Regions from separate parts of the Mus musculus genome. Here all the other regions are linked to region 3. The links are chromatin contacts, called in public Hi-C maps. All regions are on one chromosome and are shown on one strand. The core of a region is the stretch at or near the end of the contact, and the rest is flanking DNA. Distances in the headings are between cores, read along the strand shown. Region 1 holds the start of Rasd2 (RASD family, member 2). Region 2 holds the start of Mcm5 (minichromosome maintenance complex component 5). Region 3 has its middle 44 kb from the start of Rasd2.

The links. Hi-C and Micro-C count contacts between places; a contact is called where the count stands out from the background.
Region 1: a contact with region 3 is called in a Hi-C map of uterus, with 3 times the contacts expected there. The contact joins the promoter of Rasd2 here to the enhancer-like site in region 3. A contact is called at or near these places in 3 of 39 promoter capture datasets (the HPC-7 cell line, HPC-7-derived erythroid cells and trophoblast stem cells), 10 of 484 Hi-C or Micro-C datasets (the G1E-ER4 cell line, bone marrow-derived dendritic cells, embryonic fibroblasts and 4 more), 3 of 115 datasets of contacts at active chromatin or transcription factors (bone marrow-derived macrophages and embryonic stem cells) and 1 of 9 other capture datasets (liver).
Region 2: a contact with region 3 is called in a Hi-C map of uterus, with 2.6 times the contacts expected there. The contact joins the promoter of Mcm5 here to the enhancer-like site in region 3. A contact is called at or near these places in 2 of 39 promoter capture datasets (the C10 cell line and hematopoietic stem and progenitor cells), 1 of 484 Hi-C or Micro-C datasets (uterus), 1 of 115 datasets of contacts at active chromatin or transcription factors (embryonic stem cells) and 1 of 9 other capture datasets (liver).

What each region holds. Positions count from the first base shown.
Region 1 is chr8:75,212,643-75,215,522 of GRCm38.p6, reverse strand. It overlaps Rasd2 (RASD family, member 2), which reads right to left and starts at 1,579. Exons shown (of 3, transcript NM_029182.1): 1 at 1,445-1,579.
Region 2 is chr8:75,108,185-75,110,884 of GRCm38.p6, reverse strand. It overlaps Mcm5 (minichromosome maintenance complex component 5), which reads right to left and starts at 1,376. Exons shown (of 17, transcript NM_008566.3): 1 at 1,264-1,376; 2 at 1,011-1,185; 3 at 669-795; 4 at 457-585. The coding sequence starts at 1,177.
Region 3 is chr8:75,168,125-75,170,824 of GRCm38.p6, reverse strand. No RefSeq gene overlaps it. Among named protein-coding and RNA genes, the nearest start is that of Rasd2, 44 kb to the left of the region's middle. Within about 2 kb of position 1,329, at least 7 of the 459 cell types and tissues checked have an H3K27ac peak or open chromatin away from gene starts, as enhancers often do. A contact at or near this core is called in uterus, where this site is marked.

The DNA.
Region 1 (2,880 bases), core at 330-2,829, 44 kb before region 3:
GCCCATCATCCCTAGGCATGTCATGCTGGGGCTGCCTTATTCTTATGAGACGCTCTGCAGGAACAGATGGGGACTCTAGTTCTCAGGAAAGTTGAGTGGCTGCCCGAGTCCAATCTCACCTCTTCAAAACACCACTCCCACCCCTCTAGTGGCTTCAACTAGTCTTCTCCTAATAGCTCTGACTCAGTGGAGCCCCAGTTGGCACTGGACAGGGAATGACTCTGTGATCCATGTTATAGTCCTGTTTCCTCTCTCCCTCTAGGCAGCTGGGGTGGCATCCTGCCCAGGACTCTGCATACCCTGCCAGCAGCTCACAAGCAGTGCAACTGTGGGCCATTCACCCTTGTGTCTGCCCCAGTGCTTGATGGGAGCTGAACAGGTACAGATTGGTCAGGATGAGTTCCTTGGGTGCACCCCAGAGCCAGGTTCACTACACTACCTGCCACACCTGTGTGCACATCCCAAGCCTCTTAGGACTGACACGCTGTAGTCCTGACTCCTCCCCTAGGCTCTGGGGAGTCTCAGGAGCTTTACAAAGCCACCCTTCCCATCCTGGGGATGTCAGGAGGGCAGAGAACAGGGGGCATCTGTTTCTGGATGATCAGCTGTGTCAGCACAGAACCTCTGAGTGATCTGGTTTGTGCACTCAGCTCACCTCTCTGTTAAACGTTGGGTAGAAACAAACGCAACACGGTCAGGTACCCAGAAACCTTTCCAATACAAGACTCTTTTCTTTGGGCAGTCTCTCTGAGTAGTCATGAGCCACCCGGCTGCTCCCAGCCCCGTGGACGACTTGCAGGGACTCTTTTTTGTCCCTCTGAGGCTTAGGAGGAACCTGAATCAGAGAGTCCAAAGCCGGTCGTTGCTCCAGACCCTAGTCTAGCTTCCAGGAGGTCCAGGACAATCCAATACCCTTCCTCATCCTTCGTGGACTGGTGGCAGAGGTGGGCAAGAGAGTGTGGCTCAGAGGCCCCACACACTGGCCACTTGAGTTCAGGAAACCATGGTAGCAAGGAAACATTGCAGGAAATGCTCCAAAGCTCAAGGGACGCTAGGATAGGTTAAAGGACCCCTGATCATTCTTGCTTGAGGTTTTATCTAGGGAGGGTAACTGCCTCTTCCTCTTGAGTCTCAGTTTCCTCCTTTTAAAGTGGACTGTCTCTTGGTCTAAAAGAAAGCTCCCAGGGACAAACGGAGCACACAAGAGCTCAATAAATCCACTTTCCTACGCTATGTAAGGGGCTAAAGACCACCAGAGGTAGTAGGCTAGGCATCTAGTGAGCTTAATGCTCTACGTGTATAAAGCATCTCAGCACGTAGAGGGTACAGTTTAAGTTTCCTTTGTCATAAAATGCCAGCGTCACCGAGCTTGCGTCCCTCTACTGAGCCGGCTGCCCCACTCCACCTAGCTACCTCTCCTGTTCTATTGGGATGTCTCCCTTACCTGAGAACAGCGGGACGGACCCCGAGCACGGCTTGGAGGGCTCCCTGGAAGCTCCTGGAGGTGCGGGGAGCCGCCTGCCGCTCCGACCGCTGAGTCTCCCGGCGTCTGCGGGGGCTCCAGGGTCACTGCGTACGGATCCTCCTGCGCGCGGCGCCCGGAGCTGGGCTGAGCGCGACAGGGCGAGGAGGCCCGCGGATCAGGGGATGATGACCCATGGGTGGGCTCCGAGGGCTCGGCGGGGCTGGGGCGCTGGGCTGGCTCCGGCTCGCCGCCGGCGGCCCTGCCCTGCCCCGACAGGGGGGACTCCGGTTGAGCCAGGTGCTCGAAGGTTTGGGGACGTCCAGTACGGGGTGCCCCCGCCTGGAGCTCCGCGCTGAAGGGGAAGGGGCACGACTCCGGGGATATAGAAGCGAACCCCGGAGACTCAGGAGGACTTTTGGGGGTGACGATCGGCCTACGAACCCGCCTGGCAGCTTACGTTACCTCCTTCTCTGGACGCAAAGCGGGTGGCCGCGTGCAGGGTAGAGGGGTTTGTGCGCCGGGCCGTCCTTCCCGGCTGCCCTCAGTCGGGCAGCCGACCCTCGCGGAAAGGACCGCCGCTTGCTCCTCGCCCGACGCCGCTAGCTGCGCTCAGCGCGCAAGTGGGAGGGGGCCTCGAACGCCGCCCCGAAGCTCAGCAGCTCCAACTTCGCCTGAAGCCCACGTCGCTCCGCACTGTGCCTCCTCTCCCCAAGCGAGGAGAAGTTTCTTAGGGTGGGTTCCTCCCTCGTGCTCTCCCGGTGGCTCAAGCTCGGGCTCCAGATGCGCAACCTACGCCTACCTCGGGCCCTGGCGCGCGCTACGTCCCGAGCCCACCTGCCCAGCGCCGCCGCCTGGGCTCTGCCGCCTGCACCCCGCCCCCGCCATGAGCAGCCAATCAGCGGCGGGTCCCGCGGCCAGGTCCCGCCTCCGCCCCACCCCAGTCTAGGAGCCGCGGCAATCTGCGGCTACGCGTGCCCGGGCGCGTGGGGCTGGGGCCGCGGGGGAGGAGGGCTATCCCGAGGCTTCGGCCACGCGCACCGTGACCGGAAGACCGTAAGGCACGGGCCTGGGAGGCTGACACTGAGCACGCACTCGCCCGCAAGCCAGCCCAAACTGTGGGAACCCGCTCCTGACCTCCCAACCTCGCCCTGAGCGAACCTCCACCCCCTCCGATGCCCACCTACGTTCGCCGGGAGCCCGGTCCAGGCCGCGGCTTCCATTGCGAACGCTTGGCCTGCGGAGCACATGGGCGGCACACGTGCAGCCACGAGGGGCCCTGAATCACCTTGGGTAATGGAAGCAGCTCAGAGTGAACTCTATGGAGAGACCTCCTCTGGCTTGGTGGGACCTAGTCTTCCCGTCCCTGACAGAGCCAGAGCGTGCTATCCTAGGGAGCGCTTTGAACCAAGCCAGAC
Region 2 (2,700 bases), core at 127-2,626, 60 kb after region 3:
TTCATTAGACTGAGTCTGGTGGAACACTCTTCAAGGTTTTGACCCGACTGGCTACACATCAATCAATTTCAGCTCCAACAACACTTCCTCTAAAGTATTCTTCCTCAACTCTCTACCCTCTCAGCAATAGCCACATTGTCCCCACGTTCTTTTCTTTTCGAGACAGGGTCTCATGTACACCAGGCTTCTACTTCTGCCTCCCAGTTATGGATGGCATTTACTATTTTTTTAGTCTCCCTGATGGATAGGAACTCACTGTTGTTCTGCAAGACTCAACTCTGCCTTCCCTTTAAGACATCAACCCCATTGAGGTAATTTTACACAGGATAAAGACTAAGTTAAGTCAAATGTCTTGGTCAGGGTCACACATCTGGTGCTCCAAGCTACCTGTCTCAGACGCCTTCTGCACCACACAGCGGCCATGCCACCCTGACTAGCCATTCAATAAACTCCTACCTTCAGAATCCGAATGCTCGACGGGCTGGCATCTGACTTGAGCATGACCTGGATGTCTTGGAGCAGCTCATCTCCAGCTGGCCGGGGCCGGGTCACCTCATCTGCCACCTCCTTGGCAGCTTCCTCAAGCTGAAGAAGAGGAAAGGCATAAGCTGCTGGTGATGATGGGGCAGGGCCCGGGTTTAGGAGGCTCTGAAATGGGTGCTACTCACCAGCTGTAAGTGCTCGGCCGGCTGTTTATGCAAGTGGTCAGCCAGTTCCTCGTCAAAACTGGCCAGGTCCTCCATCTCCACCTCGATCCAGTATTCACCCAGGTTGTAATGCCGCTTGAGTTCATCTCTTTAGTGGTCAACAAAGGGGCAGAGGGACAGGAAGGGTGCATTGAGGGACCGTCAGCAGCAGTGCCTGTGCACCCCGGTCCTCACAGGCACCAATGCCCCCACCTCTCTCAAAAGACACCTAATTGTAGACCACTCTATCCTAAATTTAGGCCTGAAGAGGGACTGTCAAGAAAAGGCGTCCCCCGTAAGAATGGTTCACGGACACTGTCGCACCTGTACTTGAAGGTGAAGCCCGTGCGATCGGTGCCCACTCGGTACTGTCTCAGGAACTCCTTGAATCGCCTCTGCAGTTGCGACTTGCGGGCCTGGCCCTCTTCCGCACCGGGGTCGCCACCGAAGCTGTCGCTGTAGAAAATGCCCGGGTCGTCGAAGCCCGACATGACTGTACCTGGGTCAAGGGAGACAGAGAGCTGAGCACCCCGGGGCGGCGGGAGCTTCCCTAGACGGGGTCCCGCAATTCCCTCACCTCACAGCGGCGCGCCACACGAACCTCAGCCCTCCTAGAGGAAGCCGACTTTCGCGGGAAAAACCAGCCTCCGCGTTTGTCCACCGCGGTCTCTGCGCTCCTATTGGTTCGTTCAGCGCCGCGGATAGCTATTGGACTGCTCTGCGCCGGTTGAGTCCCGCCTCCAAGGCCTGGTTCCCAAGATGATTGGCTGTGGCGTCTTGGTGACGTCACGAGTCAACTCTTTCCGGTCTCCATTTTGTGAGGCTGGACGTTTTGGCGCGAAAGTTCTTGGCGCTAGCAGCTAACCGAGCAAAGATGGCGGAGAGGCTCGGGAGCTTTGTGAGCGTTTAAACCTTAGGCCTTCGGAGAAAACCTAGCCCAGTGGCGCAGGTCTGTCAGCCCCGCTCCTCGTAAAGTCTAAGCAGGAGGATCGCAAGTTCAAGGCCAGCCTGGGTGACTTAGGGAGCCCCTTTCCCAAGTAAAAAGGTGGGACTTGAGAGATGGATCGGTGGTCAATAGCGTTTGCTGTACTTTTAGAAGACCCAGTCTCTGTTCTCAGTACCCTAGTCAGGGGCTCAGAACTGCCTGTGACTCCTGCTCCAGAGAACCCAATGTCCTCTCCTGGCCTCTATGGGCCACGTACATGTTAGATGTAGAGAGAGAAAGATATATGTATCTGTACATAAGTACACTTTTTTTTTAAGTAAAAGGAAACGGACTGGAGCAATGACTGAGCAATTGGATACAGACACATAAATAAAAAGTAGACTTATCAGCCCTCCCCCATATCTGCTAGCACTAGGGAGGCTGAAGAAACCCTGCCTTTAAAATAAGTATATGAGAAAACCACCCCTTTCAGAGCTGCTGTGAGAAAGCAGTATGCCTGAGGTGTACTCTTGCTCCAGCCCGGCAGGAGGTGCCAGAGTGCTGTCTCCGCAGCTTTGGGACCAGGTGGCTCACCTTCCCCTACTCAGATAGTACCAAAGCCCAGGAAGCCAGGGATGTTTTCTTTCATTCAGATTCAGACGAATAATTATGATGACTGTAGAACTTTTTTAATTCCTTGGCAATGCTTAAACCATGCAAAATTCATGGCCAAATTCCAAATGGAAATCTTGGGGGGGGGGGGAGGCAGATTTAGCATAGCAACCTTAGTGTAGATTTTCCTTTGAGTTCCTCCCATCCACACGAACAAGTGGAAACCTATTGCTGCAGCAACCATTCAAACATATATTTACAGAGAATAAAGTTTGAGCATTTTTGCAATTAAAAAAAAATACCAGGTGAATCTAAGACTTGGTTTTCTCAGCATTTCATGGTAATCCCTGTGTGCCAAGACAGGTTTAACACATTTTATTTTAGATTGCTTTATTTGCTTCTTGACCAAAATCGAGGCTGTTCTTAACAGTTGTCACCAATAGCAGGGATGTAATTCCGCATTGTTGGCTGGGGCTT
Region 3 (2,700 bases), core at 80-2,579:
TAGTAAACACCTATTCTTCTGTGCTTTATGAAAGTATGCACCAGGGAAATTCCGTTCTTGCTAACCTTTCTGTGAATAACACAATACTCTAGTTCCTTCTTAAGCCACAACCCACCTTCTTCCTAGACAATTGTAAATTCCTGCATATGGGAGTGACTCAGCTGCTATTCTAAGTGTTTGTGGGGAAAACTCCATTTACCAGAGGAGCCCACCAACTTTCTTCTATTATGTAATATAGTCTGCCGTATATGACTGTAATGACAACTCTAAGTTTACTTTGTTGAACTTGCCCTGAGATTTCTAACTTTTTTTTTTTTTTTTTTTTTTTTGGGTTTTCGATTTTTCGAGACAGGGTTTCTCTGTATAGTCCTGGCTGCCCTGGAACTCACTCTGTAGACCAGGCAGGCCTCAAACTCAGAAATCCGCCTGCCTCTGCCTCCCGAGTGCTGGGATTAAAGGCATGTGCTACCACACCCGGCGATTTCTAACTGTTATCCAGTAAATTGCAATGTCTGATTTCTTTCAGTATCTCTCTTTCAACACTGGAAGCATTTTGTCTGAATAAGTAACATTGTTACAAATTTCCAAGCCCAAGGTCAGCTCAACGATTGACTAGGGTGTTGGAACACCAGTGGAGGCCAGGAAACAACATCCAATCTAACTTGGCTATTTGTCAAATCATTCCTTGGGGGCACCTATAATAAAACAATACTGAAAGAAAGCACGCAAAACCCTCCACCGACTATCACAAGAACAAATCCGGACCACATCTGTGTTTTGGGACTCCAAGGACCTCCAGGAGACCAGTTTCTGTGAAACTTTTTGCCTCAGGACTGCAGCCAGCTTTTGGACTTGTCATGCAGACTCCACTGGAGTGGGTGTGGCATATATTAATTCTCAGGCACATAGTAAACTTCATCCAGTAACGCCCGTGCTCCTGACTTACTCAGACACATTCAATATTGCTAAGAGGTCATTTGCATAGATGAACTGTTGCTGTGTAGCTCAGAGTTTCCTGAGATAGTTAGCAACTGTACACTTGTGCAGACAAGATGTAGTCATGCTTACCTCAGGCTATGCATTCAGAATGGAATCCAAACGACTCCCTGGAAGACAGAATCACGCAAGGCAAAGCCTGGCCTGTAAGCAGCTGCTTTTTGCCACTTGGAGAGCGGGGCCCAGCCTAATCACCCTTTCTAGGCGAGTGCTGCCAGCTGGCTCCAAGCCTGGATAGACCTTCTGCCCCTCCATCGCATCCAGCACTTCACATAGCAGTGGGTGGGCAGGCTGGGCCTTCAGGGCCTGTATCACATCTGGGTTTTCTCAGTGCTTTACAACTGTGCCTGGGCCCATTGATGTCACCAAGCCAGACTTCTCCTTCCTACTCAGTGCCCCAACTCCTCCATCTCTTCTTTCAGCTGGAGTCAGGTTGTTCAGGGACAGGGTTAGAGAGCACAGAGAAAAAATGAGTTCCTTATTTCAGAAGGCACCACCATAGGGAACAGGGACTGCAGGGACAGGTAGGCCTAAGCCCATGTCCTGAGCAGCTGGCAGCTTCTGCTATCAAGGGCAGGATGGCTGACAGCTCTGGAGTTCCTGGGGCCCTGAGATGGGAGATTTGGCCCTAGCATTTGGTTCCTCTCTATATAACTGGCAACATTCCTCCACTTATGACATTTGCTGACCCAGACCACATGTTTTAAACTTGGAATTCTAGATCCTAGAACACCGAGCATCTCAGAAAGCAACTCCAACCTCCAGGAGGCAGGCAGCTCGCCCAGGCCTGAGAGCTGTCTGTCCCATTGTGGTTGGAGATTTCTTACTTCAGAGGCCACTGGGTAGCCTGTGGATCCAGATCCAAGCAAGGCTTTCAGAGATGACTCAACAAGTGTGCCATCTGGGTGTGGGCCTCCGTGTCCACACCTCAAAATTGAAGGGCCTTCATAGAACACGGACACAGGACATGCCACATAGAAACACCTGATAAGGCTACTGCTGTTGCTGTTTTCCCGCAGGTTCATGAGCCTGAGGAGGGCTACAGTTTTCAGTGACTAACCAATAAGTCTAGATAGGTCTTCAAGCCTTCAGAGCAGGACCCTGCAGCACACACATTAAGGGTCTGGCTAATTCCTCACTCCTGAGCTGGTACTCATGGCCAAACCCAAGCACTCGCAGCATTTCCTCAAGGGACATGTAGTTTACAAAATGGTCTATAAGCATGCATGATGATGAGAAAATGACAGTCACAAGGACAAACATAGGCACACAAGCTCACAGACACATACATGCATGCCCATTTGCATGCACACATGTGTGCACATACACAAGTACATATGCCTATACACATGTACACATGCTTACAGGTTCAGCATGCAGCCAGGTCCTCTGCTTCCAACCTCTCAGTCCTCTATGCTCCCTCCTCTCCTTCCACTATACACTTTGTCTGGCTATTTTCCAAAACTCCCCAGTCTATCACTTGACTGAGAGTCTCCGCTAGAGCCCAGCTCATCTGCAGAGCCAGAGCAGCTTGACTTGAGGTCCTCCAGATGTTAGCACCTTCTCACTCCCCGGCCCTTAGGGCTTCCCACCTTAGGTACCATGAGGCTGAAGCTAAGACCTGAGGGACCAAAAAGCTATATAGGTCAGCATGGTGCCACCATCAGAACACCTCTCAGAAGCTTTGGGTGAAGGGTCCCTGGA